Regions from separate parts of the Sus scrofa genome. Here region 2 is linked to region 1. A link is a contact called in public Hi-C data. All regions are on one chromosome and are shown on one strand. Each heading gives the region's core, a stretch centred on a gene start, on an enhancer-like site or on the middle of the called end of the contact. The rest is flanking DNA. Distances are from core to core; before and after follow the strand shown. Region 1 holds the start of NT5C1A (cytosolic 5'-nucleotidase 1A). Region 2 holds the start of PPIE (peptidyl-prolyl cis-trans isomerase E).

What was found. A called contact is a pair of places that touch in the nucleus more often than the background predicts.
Region 2: a contact with region 1 is called in a Hi-C map of brain, with 5 times the contacts expected there. The contact joins the promoter of PPIE here to the promoter of NT5C1A in region 1. A contact is called at or near these places in 3 of 5 promoter capture datasets (fetal skeletal muscle, liver and skeletal muscle), 24 of 47 Hi-C or Micro-C datasets (adipose tissue, alveolar macrophages, blood and 15 more) and 1 of 2 datasets of contacts at active chromatin or transcription factors (skeletal muscle).

Annotation. Positions count from the first base shown.
Region 1 is chr6:95,494,786-95,500,005 of Sscrofa11.1, forward strand. NT5C1A (cytosolic 5'-nucleotidase 1A) reads right to left here and starts at 2,860. Exons shown (of 7, transcript XM_021095989.1): 1 at 2,302-2,860; 2 at 1,995-2,187. The coding sequence starts at 2,120.
Region 2 is chr6:95,545,640-95,550,859 of Sscrofa11.1, forward strand. It overlaps PPIE (peptidyl-prolyl cis-trans isomerase E), which reads left to right and starts at 2,943. Exons shown (of 10, transcript XM_013999199.2): 1 at 2,943-3,057; 2 at 4,364-4,462. The coding sequence starts at 2,958.

The DNA.
Region 1 (5,220 bases), core at 1,610-4,109:
ACCAATGAAAACAATATAGTTTTTCAGATTTAAGCTTCATCTTCTAGTCCCTTTGTTTCTGTTTGTTTCAGTTTTTTGGGGTTTTGCAGAGCATTGAGAAAGTCCTGATTCGTACCAATAAGCGGTTGCAAATGGTAACAGGCTTTTCTGTTTTGTTCCATTTTAAACAAAAGCCTCGGGAAACTCAGCAACAATTGTCAGCATTCTCGAGATACTCTTCTATTAAAAGAGTCCAAAGAAAAGCTTTATTCTGAGGTTTGCTTAAAAAAAAAATTCAACCTGTAGCATAAGTTAATATGCTGGCAGTCTCCAAGGTGCTAAAATGTCTAATAACACATTTGAGTGAGTTGACTTTTATCACTTTTTTTTCTTTTTAGGGCCGTACCCACGGCGTATGGAAGTTCGCAGCCTAGGGGTCGAAGAGGAGCTACAGCTGCCAGCCTATGTCACAGCCACAGCAATGTGGGATCTGAGCCGCATCTGCGACCTAAACCATAGGTCACCCTAGCTCACGGCAACACCAGATCCTTTACCCACTGAGCAAGGCCAGGGATCGAACCCGTGTCCTCATGGATACTGGTCGGGTTTGTTGCTGCTGGGGCACAATGGGCACTCCCTTATCACGTATTTTTACTTGCGTTAAATATAGTTTGAGGAAGAAAGAAAATGAATTGGCTTCACATGTGGGTAGACCCCCTGATACATGGAGTTCCATGGCACCTAGTTCTAAGACCCCTAACTCCACTGAATAAGGTCCAGACTCCATAATAATATGGCACTTGAGCCCCTCCGTGGGTCTCTGGCATCTCTCCGACTCTCCTAAAGATGCTGCAGTTTCTTGCTCAGTTTCAAATACACTTCCGTGCCTTTTGCCCATCCTGTTTCCCCCTCTGTCTGGGAAAGTCCACCTACTCAGCCTTTAAGATCATCTCAAAGGCCACCTCTAAAGGCCTTCCTGCATTGGCAGTCACTCCCGCCCCTATGTTCCCCACTGCTAGGGTCTTTCATCTGAGCACTCACCATGTTCAGGGACTCTGAGCTCCTGAGGCAGGACTCAGACTAATTCATCTTTCAATCCCCACTGCCGAGCAGGCCTGGAGGTGCTGGGGGAATAACTGTTGACAGGGTGGCCTCATGGGAGGGGTTTGGGAGGGAAGCAGCAAGATGCTTTGAGGTCAGGCTGGAGCACTTTGGAGGATACTCTGAGCCAGCTTTTCTCTCCTCCATCCTCTTCGCAAGCTCTGAGATCTGGGAAGCTGGGGTGAGCAAGGCCCAAGGACCAACCATGAACTTGTCCAATAAGGATCCTCCTCTGAGTGCATCCTGGAGGGCTGAGAAGACCACGAGGGTCCCCAAGATGCTGATGCCAGCAAGGGCTCCCCTGTGAGGGGAGCGGAGATCAGAGCTGGGGCTCAAAGTCCAGTGTCTGGACTCCAGAATCAGGGACACAGAGCCCTGAGCGCAAAGCGCTGATCCCAATGCAGCTCCCTTCTCTTAAGAGCCCCGGCACCCCGATTACAGCGCGCAGAGCCCCGAGCCGGATATCAAATGCAGAGGCTCGGGTCCGGAGCTCGGCGCCCAGATGGCAGAAACTAGGAGGGTGGGGGGTGGTACAGCCAGGAGCCGGGTTATCAGAGTCAGGTAACCTGAGCCCGGGGCGCTTCTGTAGATGTCGCTGACTTTGCCAACAAGTGCTGTCCACGGGCCCCAGGCTGCCCGCGCAGGGAGAGGCTGGCGGCGGCCCGGAGCTGGGCCCTGATGACAGCATGGGGGAGGGGGATCCTGGCGTGGAACCCGAGCCCCGGGGAAAAAAAACCACCGGAGACGAGCTCCCAAAATAAACCCGAGCCTGCGCCAAGGGCCTGGCGCATTCTGGTGCTGAGGAAGTGCGTCCCTTTCCGGAGGGGTACCCTGGGACCCCCTCCAGAGGACAGACGCTCCCTCCCGCGGTGACCTTCCCCCTGCCCTCCCCCATACCCATGCCCAGCTTTTACCGATTTGGGTTTCTTCTTGGAAGTGAGGTTGTCGTAGAAAGTCTTGGCTTCCTCCCAGCGCGGGGCCGCGGCGGTCTCTGCCCCCGGCCCGGGCTCGCGGAGCTCCCGGGGCTCCTCCGGTTCCATGCTCCGGCTGGACCCGGCCCGAGCGGAGCGGGTGGCGGCAGCGGAGAGCGGAGCCGGCGGGGCTGGGCTGCGGGAGGGAGGCGCGTCCCGGGCGTGAGAAGGGGGCGGGCAGCGACGGGAGAGTGCGCGTGCGGGCCGGCCGGAGGCCGGGATGGGGGGGGCGCTGGGTGTTCAACTCTACCTCTCGGTTGATTGCCCTGGTGTTGCTGCTGTGACTGGGACGGCTGAGCTCTCCTGTGCTGACCGCTTCACGCCCGAAGTGAACTGGGGGTAGAACCTTCAGGCTCGCCAGAGGAGGGGGCCTGAAACCGGGCCTGCGGACTGCTGCGGATTCGGCATTTCGAGGCTCGTATTCTTCGCCGGCGCTCCAGGATGCCAAGAGATCGGAGGTCTGACAACTTTTTTCCCCCCAAGGATGGCGATCCCCAAAGAAGAAAATGAAAAGTTAGCCAATCGCCTTCTTTCCCCCCTGATTCCAGGATTCTGGTACCCAGAGCAGCGGCTCCTTCCCCCAGACCGTTCCGCGGAGAGGGAGGAGGTGGTGGATGGACAGCTCCATCCACAAGCAGGAGCCACCTGCGCCTAGCCGGGCGCACAGTGGAAGGCCCAGACGGGCAGCTTTTCCTTCCACGGCGGAGGGGCTCCGGAAGTCGGTGGAGAGACCAGGTTCCCCTCCGCCTAGCGGGGGACCCAGACCGGAGAGACTCGGAGGGATTCTGAACCTCGATACCGGCTGGCCCCTTGATGTCCAGCAGGGGGCGCGCACTCCCAGGTCCCACCTGCTGAGCTTGGTTAGTGACAGGCCCAGAAATGGCTAGATTAAAGGATGATAGAAAAGGAGCCTGGGAACTAAAGAATCTTTGACCACACGGAGTTCCCGTGTGGCGCAGTGGTTAACGAATCCGACTAGGAACAATGAGATTGCGGGTTCGGTCCCTGCCCTTGCTCAGTGGGTTAACGATCCGGCGTTGCCGTGAGCTGTGGTGTAGTTTGCAGCGGCTCGGATCCCGCGTTGCTGTGGCTCTGGCGTAGGCCGGGGCTACAGCTCCGATTAGACCCCTAGCCTGGGAACCTCCATATGCCGTGGGAGCGGCCGAAGAAATAGCAACAAAAACAACAACAACAAAAAAAAAAAAAAAAAAAAAAAAAAAAGAATCTTTGACCACCCTCCTGGAGTTCCAGGGCATTGCCTTCCTTGGTGCAGAGCCCAGGGTAGCAGAAACTAATGCCACCCATCCGAAGGCACAGACCAAGAAGCAGAGAGCCATCTCTGTGTGTCTACAGGTGCCCACAGGTATGTAGGAGCAGCAGGAGAAAATACTGGCCCAGCCTGGAGGACATCTGACTGGGATGGGGTACAGAATGGAGGAGTCTGCCCAGCCCCACCATGTCCTGGGAGGAACCAAACAAACCCTGTGTGGGAGGAAAGAGGAAATAATAATCAAAAGCTTTAGGATGTAATGTTGAGACTTGCCCTTGTCCATAGATGTTTCCATATGTGGCCCCAAACTCTCCCCCATCCTGCCTGCCCTTTGACAATGCGACTTGGACCATTCCTCCCATCCAGAAGTGGAGTTGCATCTGAGTTGACCTAGAGTCTTGCTTTGACCAATAGAATGCTGTAGGAGTGATGCTATGCAGTTTCCAAGCTTAAGCCTTAAGAGGCCTTGCAGGTTCTATTTTTGTCCTCTTGGAAGCCAGCTACTATGTAAAGAAGTCTGGACTAACCTTCTGGAAAGATCACAGGGAGAGGCAGAAGGCCCTGGAGGATAAGAAGCCGGGAGAGAACAGTGGTTTCCTAGGCAATTGTCAGCATCTGTCAGCAGAGTGAGGCCATCTTACTGTTCCAGCCCCAGCCCAGCTTCTACTGGGATGCGACAGGGTGAGTGACCCCAGCCAACAACACATGATGCAGTAAAACCTCCCAGCTGAGCCCAGCCAATCCACAGATTCATGATAAATGATATTTTTGCTGCTTTAAGCATGAAGTTTGGGGGTGGCTTGTTACATAGCAATACATAATGAAACTCTAAGAAGGAGTCAGTTATTCTCAGGTGCCTCAGAGAAGAGGAGGAGAAAATGTATAGGGTCATTATTTGGATGGGAGTGAGTACCTGACACAAAGGTGAACCATCCTCATGCTGTCCAGTGACCTTTGACCTTTGCAGCCTGGTTTGAAAAGATGATCTAGGCCAATCAACTTCTTCTTCCTCAGGAATTTGGAATTGGGAAATGGGCTGGAGAGTCAACCACAGGAACAGAAGATAAGGATGCTATGAGATAGATACTGTTGGCTTCCAAGAGACCTGGATGGGCTTTCACAAGCTGCAATTAATACACTATGTAAAGCTAAGAGGGAGCAGAAACTGTGTGAGCAGAATGAGCCCATCAGCAGATAAAGATGGAAAAAAAAGTGCAGAGGACAGCAGAGACTCCATGAAAGAGAAAACATCTGCCCTGAAAGGGGGCTGCTTCTGGTCCTGACAGTTTCCCAAGTCCCTAATCAAAGCCTGGCTGTAGTGCCCATCTCTCTCTTTTTTTTTTTTCTTTTTATGGCTGCACCTGAAGCACATGGAAGTTCCAAGGCTAGGGGTCAAATTAGAGCTCCAGTTGCAGCCTATGCCATAGCCACAGCACCGCCTGATCTGAGCCACATCTGCAACCTATGCCACAGCTTGTGGCAACACCAGATCCTTAACCCACTGGGCAAGGCCAGTGATTGAACACACATCCTCATAGACACCACATCAGGTTCCTAACCCACTGAGCCGCAGTGAGAACTCCTGGGATACCCATCGCTAAATTTGCATGAGATTTTCTATATCACTTCAACAAATGCCCCTCAAAAGTTGGTGGCTATTGGATTTGCTTGGCTAGCAACCTTTCCTATCCTCTTCTTCTTATAACAGTCATTGCCTCCATATCTCCCTGGTCACAAGAATAGGCGTGTGACCCAGACCTGCCTAATTGTAGAACTCTATTTCCTTGGACACAGTGATTGAGCCAAAATGGGCATGTGCCCTGAGTTGGGCCCTGTCCCGCACTCTTATAGAGGGATGCTGGGAAATTTGGCTCCTTCTTCTCTGGAGTTATTCATTTG
Region 2 (5,220 bases), core at 1,693-4,192, 51 kb after region 1:
TGGCCTGGGAACTTCTGCATATTGCAGTCATGGCCACAAAAAAAAAAAAAAAAAAAAAAAAAAAAAAAGCTAGACATTTACAAAGGAAAATACAAAATATTTCTAAAGTTATACAAAGAATATTTTTGGATTTCTCTCTCTTTTTCTTTCTTTCTTTTTTTTTTTTTTTTTTTTTTGTCTTTTTAGGGTCTAACCCACGGCATATGGAGGTTGCCAGTCTAGGGGTCTAATTGGAGCTGTAGCCACCGGCCTATGCCAGAGCCACAGCAACGCAGGATCTGAGCCGTGTCTGTGACCTACACCACAGCTCACAGCAATGCTGGATCCTTAACCCACTAAGCAAGGCCAGGGATTAAACCCACCACCTCACATTTCCTAGTGGAATTCGTTTCCACTGCACCACAATGGGAACTCCTATTTTTGGATTTCTCATTGTGGCTCAGCAGTAACAAACCCAACTAGTTTCCATGAGGAGATGGGTTCAATCCCTGGCCTCGATCCGTGGATCCAGCGTTGCCATGAGCTATGGTATAGGTCACAGACACAGCTCAGATCCTGAGTTGCTGTGTGGCTGTGGCATGGGCCAGCAGCTGCAGCTCAGAGTCGACCCCTAGGCTGGGAAATTCCATATGCTGCACGTGAAACCTAAAAAAAAGGAAAAAAAATTGTGAGGACTAAATGTCTGAGGAAATAGCTGCCTAGCACTAGGCCCAACACAGAGCAGGTGTGTCCTGTATGGGTTCATTTCACCTCCCTTTTCTGACTGTATTGCATTGTCTATATACATGAATATGTACAGAGGAATCTATATAGTGTTTATATTCCCACCATTCCCCTCTCAGTGGACTGAATTTGCTCAGGGAATATTACCCTTTTCCACCTCTTCTGGAATTCTGAATGGTAGCATACAAGTATTGAATGATTGGACTGTCCTAACCTTGACAACTGTCATATGCCCTTTCCCTGGTTTCTTCCTCTCCTGGTTCCCAGGCCTGTAGTCCACGTGCAGCTGACCACCTCCACGCCGGCCGCAACACCCCACCCCACCCCCCAACAGAAGCAGATGCTGGGTGAGTGACCCACATGCTTGCAGAAGAGGGGGCCAGAGCCTGTTACTGACCTGGACACCAGCATCCAGGCTCTACTGGGTTTTTAATGGAGTACCTTCCCACAGGTGAACTTGTTCCCACTCATCCAGACCATGCACTCAAACCTGGCTGGGAAAATTACGGGGATGCTGCTGGAGATTGACAACTCGGAGCTGCTGCACATGCTGGAGTCCCCCGAGTCTCTCTGCTCCAAGGTGAGCTGGTTCTCCGACCCTGTCACTTCGGCTCACTTGGCTCAGGATGTGTGTGTGTGGGGGGGTCTTCTGCCCCCATGACCTCTTCCTTGTGCCTCACCTGCGATCGGAGGGCTGCTGTGCTGTGGGCATGTGAGAAAGCAGTTCACACCAGAAGCCCCCGCTGGGCCTGGGCGCCAGGGAGGGACGGAGGGGCTCTCCTCAGATGTCACTGACCACCTGGAGATCTCTCACAGGTGGATGAAGCTGTAGCGGTCCTACAGGCTCATCATGCCAAGAAAGAAGCTGCCCAGAAGGTGGGCGCTGTTGTTGCTGCTACCTCTTAGACAAGGACAAACCATATGTTTGGCTTTTTCATTTCCTTCAGTGGTGGTGGGGGGAGGTGATGGGAGGGTTTGTTTGTTTGTTTTGTCTGTGTGTTTGTTTTTGCTGCATCAGGAGCATGTGGAAATTCCCGAGCCACGAATCGAACCTAAGCCACAGCAGTGACAACAATCCTTAATTTCCAGGCCACCAGGGAACTCCCAGAGCACTATTTTAGAACATGAATGTGACCATGGAACTCCCTATTACAACCTTCAGTAGCTTCTCAAAACTTATAAATCCTCCACGTGGTTTACAGGGCCCTGCATCACCTGATCCCTGCCCAGCTTGCCTGCCTAAGGTTTTCTGCCCCTCCCCTCCCAACCCCCATGCTCTGGCCTTTCAGTTTCTTGAACACACAGACACTGTCTCCTCTCTCTGAAACTGTTTTCTCTACTTCCTCCTCTCTCTGGCTCCTCTTCCTCCAGGTTTCAGCTTAAATATGACCTCAGGGAGATCTTAACCCACTGCTGTATCTAAAGCAGATGGCCCTATTATTTTGTATAACATGTCGATCAGTGATTTATGTATTAGTTGTTTTATTCCAAGAGTTGGCAAACGTTTTTCCTCAAGAGTCTGATGGTAAATATTTCAAGCTTTATAGGCCCTAGGTCTGCCCTTGCAGTGTGAAAACACTCACAGACCAATACTTAAAGGAATGAGCATGTCTGGGTTCCAATAAATTTTTGTGTATGAAAATTGAACTTCATACAGTTTTTTTTTTTTTTCCTTTTTTAGGGCCACACCTGCGACATATGTAAGTTCCCAGGCTAGGGGTCAAATCAGAGCTGCAGCTGCCAGCCTACACCACAGCCACAGCGAGCACAGCCACCACAAGGCAGGATCCCAGCCGCATCTGTGATCTAGGCAGCTGCTTGCTTGCAGCGACGCTGGATCCTTAACCCAATGAGCAAGGTCAGGGATGGAACCTGCAACCTCAGGAATACTAGTCAGATTCTTAACTTACGGAGCCAATAACGGGAACTCCTGAACTTCATATGGTTTTCATGTGTCAGGAAATATTATTCCTGTTTGGATTTTTTTTTTTTTTTCCAGCTACTATTTGTGGCTCCGGGGTTGTCCAAAAACAAACTGGCGAGGGTGGACCGCGGGCCGTAGCTTATTGGTAGTTTATTATCTGCGGACTCCAGCTGATTGCTCAAAGGACTGTTTTCCTCACGACAGCGCAAAGGCAGCGCGGCGACCAGGCCCCCCCTCACCCACCGACATGCACCTGCGCAATGCGGGCGAGAATCACCGCGAGTAGGAAGCCGCTTAGGCCCACGCCTAAATGGGCGGGGCCTGCGAGCGCCGAACGCGGGGGCGGGGCCCGAGAGCGGGCTTCCGGCGGAAGAGCGTGCGAGCAAGATGGCCACTACCAAGCGAGTGTTGTACGTGGGTGAGCAGGCGCGGGTGCTAAGTGGAGTCTGGGCGAACCTGGCCGTGAGTGGGTCGTGGCGTGGAGCTGGACAGGTCTCCGGACGCGGAGGCCGGCGAGCAGCTGTCTAGGCCGCATCTATGGCGGTATTGCTTGGCCTCAGGGTGGGACCCCGAGACCCAACGATCACTTCAATTCTTCCAAGCCCGCTAAACTCACAGGAACCTCTTCACCTCTTGGGCCCAGGCCAGTGTTAGCTTAATATTAGGGACCTCTGAATCCTCGTGCCCATTCACTTTACATTCTTTGCAGAGATGGCTCAGCCCCCCTGTTGCCTTTAAGGAAAGAGTTCCCAGACTAGCCGGGTAAAAGTGGGAATAACGTTAATAGTGTAATTTGATGAGTGCTTTGGTGGACAATGGTGATAGGGGCCTGAGTTCGGGAAGAAATGACCCTCCATTTGGAGAGTTGAGAGCACACTTATAGAATGCTGTGACGCTGGAGCTGATGAGTCTCAGTTAGTCAGCCAAAGTAGGGCAGGTGTGTTTACTAAAAGGGAGCATAAAGCAAAAGCCCAAAGGTGTGAAGTAGCCTGATACTTGGGGGCAAGGGGAGAGAGGCTCGAAGAGGTGGGCGGGGCCTTGTGAAAAACCTTATGTGCACTGCTAAGGCGTTTATACGTTATTCTGAGGACAGTGGGAAACCTTCGAAGTAGTTTAAGCAGAGAAATGATGGGTTAAAATCTGAACGTTTCCATGATGGTACTGGTTGGTTTTGTGGGGGTTATTTATGAAGTTATTGCAGTAATCCTGGGGCTTACTTCAGATGAGTCTTTTTTTTTTTTTTGGTCTTTTCTGTCTTTATAGGGCCGCACCCACAGCATATGGAGGTTCTCAGGCTAGGGGTCTAATTGGAGCTGTTGCTACCGGCCTATGCCACAGCCACAGCCAACAGCAACACCAGATCCTAGTCGCGTCTGCGACCTACACCACAGCTCACGGCAACGCCAGATCCCTAACCCACTGAGCGAGGCCAGGGATCAAACCCACGACTTCATGGTTCCTAGTCGGATTAACTTCTGCTGTGCCGCAACGGGCGCTTCTGCTGTGCTGCGACAGGAACTCCCAGATGAGAATCTTAAAGAAGGGTGAAAGGAGTGTGCTTCGTAAGTAGGCATGAGGGAGCAGATGAGAGGGGTGTTTGTGTACCCAAAGGACTGGATGGAAAGACCCCCTTGGCGGTCACGTGCTATCTGAATAGCAAGGACTTTTCAAGAGAATGGAGGGCAGTAACTCAAAAGGCCTTTGGCTTCTTTGCAGGTGGACTTGCAGAGGAGGTGGATGATAAAGTTCTTCATGCTGCTTTTATCCCTTTTGGAGACATCACAGATATCCAGATTCCTCTGGATTATGAAACAGGTGAGGCTTTTTAGTGTCTCTCATGCTCAGAATTCTCCTGCTAGAAAGAGAACTTAAAAAAAAACAAAAACCAAAAAACAACATTTAGGTCATATCACAGTGCATTTGAGATATGCCTTGGGCAGCATGACAGTGATCTCAATGCAGGACTCTTCTTAGGCTTGCAGTTGTGAGCTGTAATTTGCAGAGTCCTATCTGTTGTATTTGAGATAAGACAGTTATCAGTTAGCCAGTAGGAAGATTGGTTTTGAGCTACGTGGAGATATGTTGTTTCAAACTACTTACCAAACTACTTACTCTACCTCATCTCCCCCCTTCTTGGCAGCTGTGCTATTAATCAGGGTAGCAGGAAAGCCCAGCCCTAAGAGAGGAGCCTTAGCCTCTGCACATCTGGGTAAATTTTCTTTGGTTGTATTGGCTCTCTAAGGTTAATTGGTTAATTAACACTGTTGGGCACTTGGCCTTTCTATTTTGATTAGCATTTTGTGGAGGGTAAAGACTAAGTGTCCTTACTCAGGTTTTAGGACTCATGTTTTATGCAAAGTTGTTGTTCAGAATGTGTATTTGAAATGGATAATTTGATAGATTAAATGACTTCATTTTTCCAGCTGTCTTGCATGCAAAGGTTAAGGTTTTACTTTAGCTTTGGAAGAAGAACTGAATCCTTCCCCCCATCCCCCGCCCTGGCTACACCCTATGGCATGCAGAAGTTCCAAGGCCAGGATTCGAACCCACACCACAGCTGCAACTCAAGCCAC